2 separate regions of the Delphinus delphis genome follow, and region 1 is linked to region 2. A link is a contact called in public Hi-C data. All regions are on one chromosome and are shown on one strand. The core of a region is the stretch at or near the end of the contact, and the rest is flanking DNA. Distances in the headings are between cores, read along the strand shown.

The links. A called contact is a pair of places that touch in the nucleus more often than the background predicts.
Region 1: a contact with region 2 is called in a Hi-C map of lung, with 4 times the contacts expected there. The contact joins the promoter of MACROD1 here to the promoter of OTUB1 in region 2. A contact is called at or near these places in 2 of 3 Hi-C or Micro-C datasets (lung and muscle).

The regions. Positions count from the first base shown.
Region 1 is chr8:102,476,757-102,480,836 of mDelDel1.2, reverse strand. MACROD1 (mono-ADP ribosylhydrolase 1) reads left to right here and starts at 2,651. Exons shown (of 10, transcript XM_060019109.1): 1 at 2,651-3,260. The coding sequence starts at 2,963.
Region 2 is chr8:102,315,527-102,319,536 of mDelDel1.2, reverse strand. It overlaps OTUB1 (OTU deubiquitinase, ubiquitin aldehyde binding 1), which reads right to left and starts at 1,638. Exons shown (of 7, transcript XM_060019107.2): 1 at 1,544-1,638. The coding sequence starts at 1,601.

The DNA.
Region 1 (4,080 bases), core at 1,402-3,901, 160 kb before region 2:
CTTTGCTTCTGTGGGTCCCTCGGCCTGGAATGCTCCTGACACACATAGACATCTGTGGTACCTGGCAAGATATTACCTTTTCTAAAAGGTCCAGCTGAAACTCTGTGAAGAGGTCCTGCCTTGCCAAGTCAGAATCGCACTTCTCTGCCTAGACCCATCCGTGTGTGGGGCCCAGGCCTCTCTTAGAACAGACCCTGGTAGGCTATTGTCTGGGACCTTCTCTATTCTGGCTGCCATGTGAGAACAGAGCTGAACCCCAACAAAAAGAAATAGAAGGACTAGTTCAGATGCCGAGGGTGTCCAGGGTGCTTCCATGGCCTGGCTCTGGGGGACATGGATTTCAGGCTCTATGCAGAGGGCAGCCTCCTGATAGGCACTGATACTTTCTATGGCTGGGTCCCCTGCCTCCCCTTGCGTTCTCCTCCCCAGACTTTGCCGGGAAGGGTTTGGTGAGCAGAATAACGCCCCCCAAAGATGTCCACATCCTAATCCTTGGAGCCTGTGCATATGTTACCTTACATGGCAAAGGGGAATTAAGGTTGATAATCAGCAGACTTTAAATGGGATCATCCTGGATCATCACCAGTGAGTTCAATGTAATCACAAGGGGCCTTGAAAATGGAAGAGAGTCAGAGGGAAAGACCACCAGGGAAGACTGGTCAGTGAGATGGAACATTGCTGGCTTTGAAGATGGAGGAAGGGGCCCACAAGCTAAGGAATGTGGGTGGTCTCTGGAAGCTGGTGCTGACACCTTGATTTTTAGCCCAGTGAGACCGATGTCTGACTTGTATCCTACAGAACTTTAAGAAAATGAATTTTATTTATTTATTTAAATTTATTTATTTATATTTTTGGCTGCGTTGGGTCTCTGTTGCTGCGCATGGGCTTTTCTCTAGTTGTGGCGAGCGGGGGCTATTCTACGGTGCAGTGCGCGGGCTTCTCATTGGGTGGCTTCTCCTGTTGCAGAGCACAGGCTCTAGGCACGCGGGCTTCAGTAGTTGTGGCACTCAGGCTCAGTAGTTGTGGCTCACGGGCTCAGTAGTTGTGGCTTGCAGTCTCTAGAGTGCAGGCTCAGTAGTTGTGGCGCACGGGCTTAGTTGCTCTGCGGCATGTGGGATCTTCCTGGACCAGGGCTCGAACCCACGTCCCCTGCATTGGCAGGTGGATTCTTAACCACTGCGCCACCAGGGAAGCCCTTGTTTATTATTTAAGCTGCTACATTTATGGGAATTTGTTATAGCAACAACAGGAAGCTAATACACAGCGTCACCCACATGCTTCATTGCCTGAATCAGTGACATTTGTGTAATCACTTACCAGACCACAGATAGGAACCAAACAACCTTGACCCAAGCCTGGACTCTGACCCCCATAGGCCATGTTGACCTTGGGCCAGTCCAGGCTTCTCATCTGTGCCCTAGGGCAGTGCTGCCTCACCAGGCTGTGGGGAGCACATAGTGAGTTAATGGAAGTAGAGCAAATGCGTGTAGAGGGCTTAGCTCAGCTCCAGCTGGTACCTAGTCCCCTGTGAATGGTTGCTGTCCTGGATGCAGTTGGCAAGGCCCTTCTTGCCCTGGTAAGTTATTGGAGAAGCGGCAAGTGGTGAGGTGACCTTAGGCCTGGGGGCCTGACTACTGCATCTTGAACTCATCTTGCTGACCTTTTCGGGGAAAGGCGCAGGCCTCGTCGTTGGTGGTCCTGGAGTGTTGGGGGCCCTTGGCCCTTCCTTCCTGTCCCCTGGCTTCTGATCTACCCTCTCTGCCCACAGGTCTCCCACTGATCCTCTCTTGGGCACCACAGTGGTGCCAGCTGCATCCACAGGAGGGTTCTGTGATCCTCCTCACAGCCCTGTGAAGAGTTATCGCCACACTCAGCGCCAGAGAGGCCTGGAGCACAAGGCAGGTCTGCAACGGTCAGACCTGAGAGCTGTCTTCCTAATATACAGCTCAAGAAGCAAGGTACAGGGGCCAGTGTACCCGAGTAAGAACGAGCAAAGCTGGTGCTAAAACCTTCTCTGGAACCCTGGCTTCTTGTCCCAGGTTAAAAAAATATCCACTATGGCGAGTTCCCTGGCCGTCCAGTGGTTAGGACTCTGCGCTTCACTACCGTGGACCTGGGGTTCAATCCCTGGTCGGGGAACTAAGATCCCGCAAGCCACGGGAGGCGGCCAAAAACAAACAAAAAAATATCCAGTATCATATTTATCAAATAATAAAATGGTATAGAAAGACATTAAAATTTTAAAAATCCATCCTTATAGTCCTTGTAAAAAATTAGGAAAAATATAAAGAAAAAAATCACCCCAATTCTTCCACCGAGAAGGCCACTTGGAACTCTAATTTTCTGCCTTCAAATTACACGATTTCCACCTTTGCCTCCCTAGTTGCTCTAGGTTCGGTTCCTGCCACCGCCGGCTAAGAAGCAGCAGCGCAGCGACCTGGGGAAAGTCGCCCAACCGGACGTACCCGCTCGCGCCACTCGTCACCTCCCCACCGCCGGCGGGGACGCGCGGCTCCCGGGGACTGGGGGCGGGGTGGGTCCCTGGTGACCCATAGGGAGCCGCGCTCGACTCAGTACGCCCGGCCAGAGGGGCGGAGGCGGGGCCGGGGGCGGGAGGCACCTCCCACCAGGAAGTTGGCGGAGGCCGAGCCAGCCCTAAGAGGATGCGCGCGGCGGCCGCGCGACCCTGCGAGAGCTGGGCTCAGGCGCAGCGCGACCCCGCTGGCCGGGCGGGGCGCGCACGTGTGTATACGAGTGCGGGGGCCCGTCAGCGGCCCGGACTACAAGTTCCAGGGTGCCCAGCGGCGCGCCTGGGTTTTCTGGCCGCGCGGCCCGCTGGCTCCTGAGCAGGTCGCCGCGGGTTGGCACGCGTCACCTGGTTCCCGAGTAAATAAGGGAGAGAGTCCCCGAGCACCGTAAATAGAGTCCAAGTGGGCGGGGAGCCGTCCCGCGCCGCCCGCTCATGTCTCTGCAGAGCCGAGTGTCCGGCCGCCTGGCACAGCTGCGCGCGGCGGGGCAGCTGCTCGGCGCCCGGCGCCCCTGGCCCGGCCCCTCGGCGGGTGCCACGCGGACCCGCAGCACTGCGTGCGGTCCTCCGGCGTCCCTGGGCGCGTACGACCCGCGCGCGCGGACCCCAGCGGGAGTTGGGGCTTGGGGGGCGGCGGCGGTGGGGCGGAGAGCCGGGGTGCGCACCTGGGCCCCCCTGGCCATGGCGGCGAAGGTGGACCTGAGCACCTCCACCGACTGGAAGGAGGCAAAATGTAAGTGTAAGCAGGAGGGGGGCGCGAGGGGCGAGGGCGGCCCTACGTGGGCCTTCTCCGGCTGGACAGCACCCCACCAGCAGCCTCGTCCACCCCAGAGAACTGGGGAAGTTAAGGTCCCATGTGCCCCGGTATGGACCCCCATTAACAGCCACGCCCCCCGTGTGCCCAGCCCCATAAACTACTTCACCGCCCCGACCAGGTCCAGGTCCCCAGTGGGGGGCAGTGTGAGGAGGGTGGCCTCACGCCATTGAAATGTGTTGCTGGGCACCCCCAGGGAGCATCCAAGACCTAGTACCTTAATCTTGTGCACGAGGGAAGCTGAGGCCCAGTGCCAGAACCAATAGGCCAGAGTCACTCGGAGTTCGCTTCAGGATCGGACAGGCTCTGAACTCCCCAGCTTTTGCGTAGTATGGTTTCTCAAGGGGTGGCATTTAGGCAGAGTGGCAGGGAATGGGCTGAGGGGACAGCTCTGGGGCTGGCATCCCACCTGGTGGGATCAGATAGCCACAAGGAGTGGCCTCCCTGAGCAGGCCGGTTCCACCTCCCCCCACGCCTACCCGGGGGGCCTGCCTCTCTAGGCACGTGGTTTGGTGCCCTTTTGCCCTTAACGTTGGCCTCTGGACACTTGTGAGCACTCTCCGCCTTATTCCTGGGGGACACAGGACAGAGGAGCTGCGGGGCAGGGCAGGGATGGGGCGTTGTGCCTATGAGAACAGTGACCCCCCGCCGCCCCCCACCTCCAATACCCAGGAATCGATCCATTTCCTCCCGCTCTGGGGCAGGGCATGAGTCCTGGTGGGCATGAATCCCAGGGCTG
Region 2 (4,010 bases), core at 389-2,888:
CTGCTCCACCGCAACTGTGTGATCTTGGCAAAGTCCCTTCCCTTCCTGGGCCTTAGTTTTCTCATCTTTAAAGTGAGGAGGCCAAGGTGACGACCCCCAAGGTACACTCTTAAAGCTCTAACAAACCCTTTCCCTGCCTTCTAACATCACTTCCCAGTAGCCTGGGAATGCTCTGGAGCCAGGCAGGGTCTCCTGAGGAAAGAAAGATGAGGAGGCAGAGTCTTGGGCTGGATGAGAGCTTCCTGTGAGCCTGCACTTTGCTCAATCACACCCTTCCTCCACCTGCCATCCTGGGTATTCTTAATGGTGCCCATTTTACAGATAAACAAATGCAGACCGGTGAAGAAATCTGCCCAAGGTCTAAGACCTGTGGTCAAACCCAGGTTTGTCTAATTTCAAAGCCTGCACTCTTCACCACAATAACCCTCCTCTGCTATCTCACTCTCACTGCCGAGGCTTATCCTCAGCTGTGAATAGGGACTAATACCACCACCTTCCCCCTTCACTGAAGTGTCATGAGGAGGTGCGACCTTAGAGGCACAGTGTTAAATACTCATCAGTGAGCTGGGCAGGTCCACCCTGTGGGCCCCGCTCTGAGCAGCCACTGGTGAGGAGCCAGGAGATCTGAATCCTGGCCCTGGCTCTTTCTTAACTTACATGATCCTGAACAAGTCCATTCTAGGGGGCTGGGTCTCCGAAAGCTCAGTCCCTCGACTGTGCGATTAGAATGGGAGGTGGGTGCGGAATGATTTTTAAGGCCAATCCTTCTGAGCTTGAGCATCCCGGATCCTCAGCTGGGCCTCCACCCATCCCCTATGCTGCCCCGCAACAGGGCTGTCCCTCCCACCCTAGTGACCTAGTCAGTCCCCGCGTCTAACTCAGGGGTGAAAAGAAGAGGGTGGGATCGTTCTGAAAGGTCCAACTCTTCAGGGGTCTAAGAAAACAATGCCTAGACAGGCGGAAAGAGGCTGCAAAGCCAGAAGAGGGGGCTCTACCGGAAACGAAGGCTGCTGCCCTCAGGGGCACACACCTGCGGCCGCTCACAACCCCGGGCCGCCCGCAGCATCCCCAACGGCCCACCCAGTCCTTTGTGCTCCGCAGCCCGGCGTAATTCGACGCCCCTCCGGGCTCGGTCGGCTCTGGAGAAGGCGGACAGCCGGGCCCGGAGGACGCCCGGGGCTGACTGCAAGGACCGGGGCGGGAGAGCTGGGGACCCGGGAGCCCGGCGCCCGGCGCCCGCCGCCCGGCCCCGGCACGGAGGGGGCTGGGCGCTGGGCGGGGCGGCCTAGGCCCCGCCCCGGGAGCGAGCGAGGGAGAAGAGCCGAGGCCGTGGGCCCGCCCCGCTCGCTCGCTCGCCCGCCCGCCCGGCCGGGGGTCGCGCAGAGGCTCCTTCCATTGTGAGGGGGAGGGGGGGAGGTGGCGGAGGAAGGGGCCGTCCGCGCGCTTCGCCACCGGCCGCCCCACCCCTGGCCTCTCCTCGGGAACCGGCCATCCAGCATCGCCCCCGCTAGCCCAGGCCGGACGGCCCTCCCCCGGTCGGTACCTTCCGAGTCGCTGCCAAGCGGCTCCTGCTTCTGCTGCTGAGGTTCCTCCGCCGCCATCTTTAAACAGCGCCGCACTGCCGACCGCTTCCGGGTTACCAGTTGCCCTCCTCCCGGAAGAGAGCCCCTCCTCGTGGCCCCTCCTTGGTAACGCCCCTAGCAACGGAATACCCTCGGGCGCCGTCACCTGAGGGGCGCACACAGTCCGGTGGGGCCGCCGCGGAAGTAGGTTAAAGGAAAGGTAGTCCCCACCCACCCTCCACCCGCACACTCGCTCGGCTCCATCTTCCCAGGCTCCCAAGGTGCCGGGTGGTGATAAGAGTCTCCTGGGGCCACTTCAGTTTTCTTTTCACTGGAGTTTGAAGCGCGGATTGTGTTATTGAGATAAGCAGGAAGATGAAATTAAAATCACGCAAGGCAACATTCCTGCTGCGGGCTCCAGAACTCGTGGCAGGCGATTGAGGATCACCTGGCGGAGAAGACCAGGAACCGTGCTAATATCAGAGCCCTGGGCTTCACCGCCCCTCTCCACTGAGCCCCGGTTCTGAGCGGGCTTTGGTGTCCCGCTTACGACAGGGAGAACATGTCCCTTGGGGTCAAGGACCTAACTTTGGACTCCTTGCCCTTCTGGTTATGAGAAAATCAGGGTGTTTGGTTTTTTGGGTTTTTTTAAGAAAGGATAAGAATGGAAAACAGATTAGTGGTTGCCAAGGGCTAGGGAGGAGTAGGGGGCAGCAGGGAGGTGGGTGTGATTGTAAAAAGGAAATAGGAGAGAATCCTTATGGAGATGGAAATGTTCTTTATCTTGATTATATATACGTATCCTGGAATGTTCTGTACTATAGTTTCAAATGCAAGATGTTACCCAGAGGGTAAAAGCGGATAAAAGGTAGACAGGATCTTTCTGTGTATTCTATTAAAATTGTGAATTATCTAAAACTAAAACTTAAAAAGTAGCAAGGCTTGGATGCTAAAGATGCTGTTATTTAGAGAGGTTACAGTCTGGGGCTCTGGTTGTCAGCTTTTCACTATGGAGGGCCTTTTTTCATGAAGTGAGGTGGTCTGTTAGCAGTTGAGAAGGCCGTGCCAGAGATCCAATCAAATCCCTCGGTTCGTGACAATACAGGAGCGGAATGTGATCTAATGTCTTTATCAGCTACATCCAGCCCTGGAGCAGGGGCATTTGGTGCCCAGGCTCACCACACAGCCCACAGTGGCTCTCTCACAGCAACGCTACAAATGCCAAGTCTGTGTCCCAGCCGCATTACAAATTATTATTTATTGGGTCACTGAGCCTTGGGGTTGCTTCTAAACTCAAGGAAGCAAAGGGCCACCCTGTTTGGATTCCATGCCTACCAAAGTGTTCATTCCTTTTCCCAATTTTAACAATGCAATCTGTAACTGCCAATCAGATCTTCAGTCAGTAGCACTGGTATTACCAAATGAGCTAAGATAGTTGATGACAAAAACTTGATTTCTATTTGGCTTTACAAAATTTTTAAAATAACTATAAGACAACTCCACCCTTACCCCCACTCCTTACTGTGATAGGGAGTCTGAGGGGTGGGGGGCATTCAGGGGGAGTTGGGATTGGGATTAATGGCGGGGACAGAGAACTCACACTCTGGAGAATGAGAAGGAATCCATCTGTGGCCCAGTGCTGGACTGCAGGCAGGCTGCCAACGCCAAGTAAATGCCTCCCTCCCACACAAGGGTCTGGGGCTTGAGGAACAGACCTGCACCCTCAATCTATGCAGGGTGTGTAAATGAGGGGTCCTCCTACCTGCTGCCCACTCTCCCCCTCTTGTCAGGCAGAATGGGAAGGAAATGCCCAGGGGGAAACTTTGGCTCTTAATCCAGCCCAGGATGGTCAACTTTTGCCCCACTCTTTTCCATGCCAATTTATTTAGTAGTTAATAACTGTTCTCTTACCCTCATTCCATCTCTCCTGGTACTTTTTACCATTTTCAGGTTTTGATTCTCTATCCTGAAGCGTCTAAAACCCAACAGCACATTTGCCAGGAATCACCAGCATAGCTCCGGACGATAAACGTCTCTGCCTCCCAATTTGCAAACCCAGAAATGGTCCAGCACTGCTGGTCCTGCCTGCTGAAGCCTATAATGAAATATGCAGCACTGGTGCTTGGGTTCAGGCTGCTGTTGGAAATAGTCACAAAGGGGACAGGCAGCAGCTCAGGACTTTTTCCGTAGAACCGACAAGGCACAGATGCCTCTGCACAGGCTTGGCATGTGTCCAGACCCCACACCCCTGTCCCTAGGATTCTGTCAGGTGGAGGGAGAGGAGACCCCGTACCAGGACCCAGGGACTTTGAAACCTCAGCCACAGAGGAAGAGTTTATGGAACGGCACAGAGGCCCTAGAGAGCCACAAGGCTTCCAGGCCCACCCAACCTCTCAGGGGAAGGGGCCAGGCAACAGGACATGGTATGGGCCTTGGGAAAGCCACAGT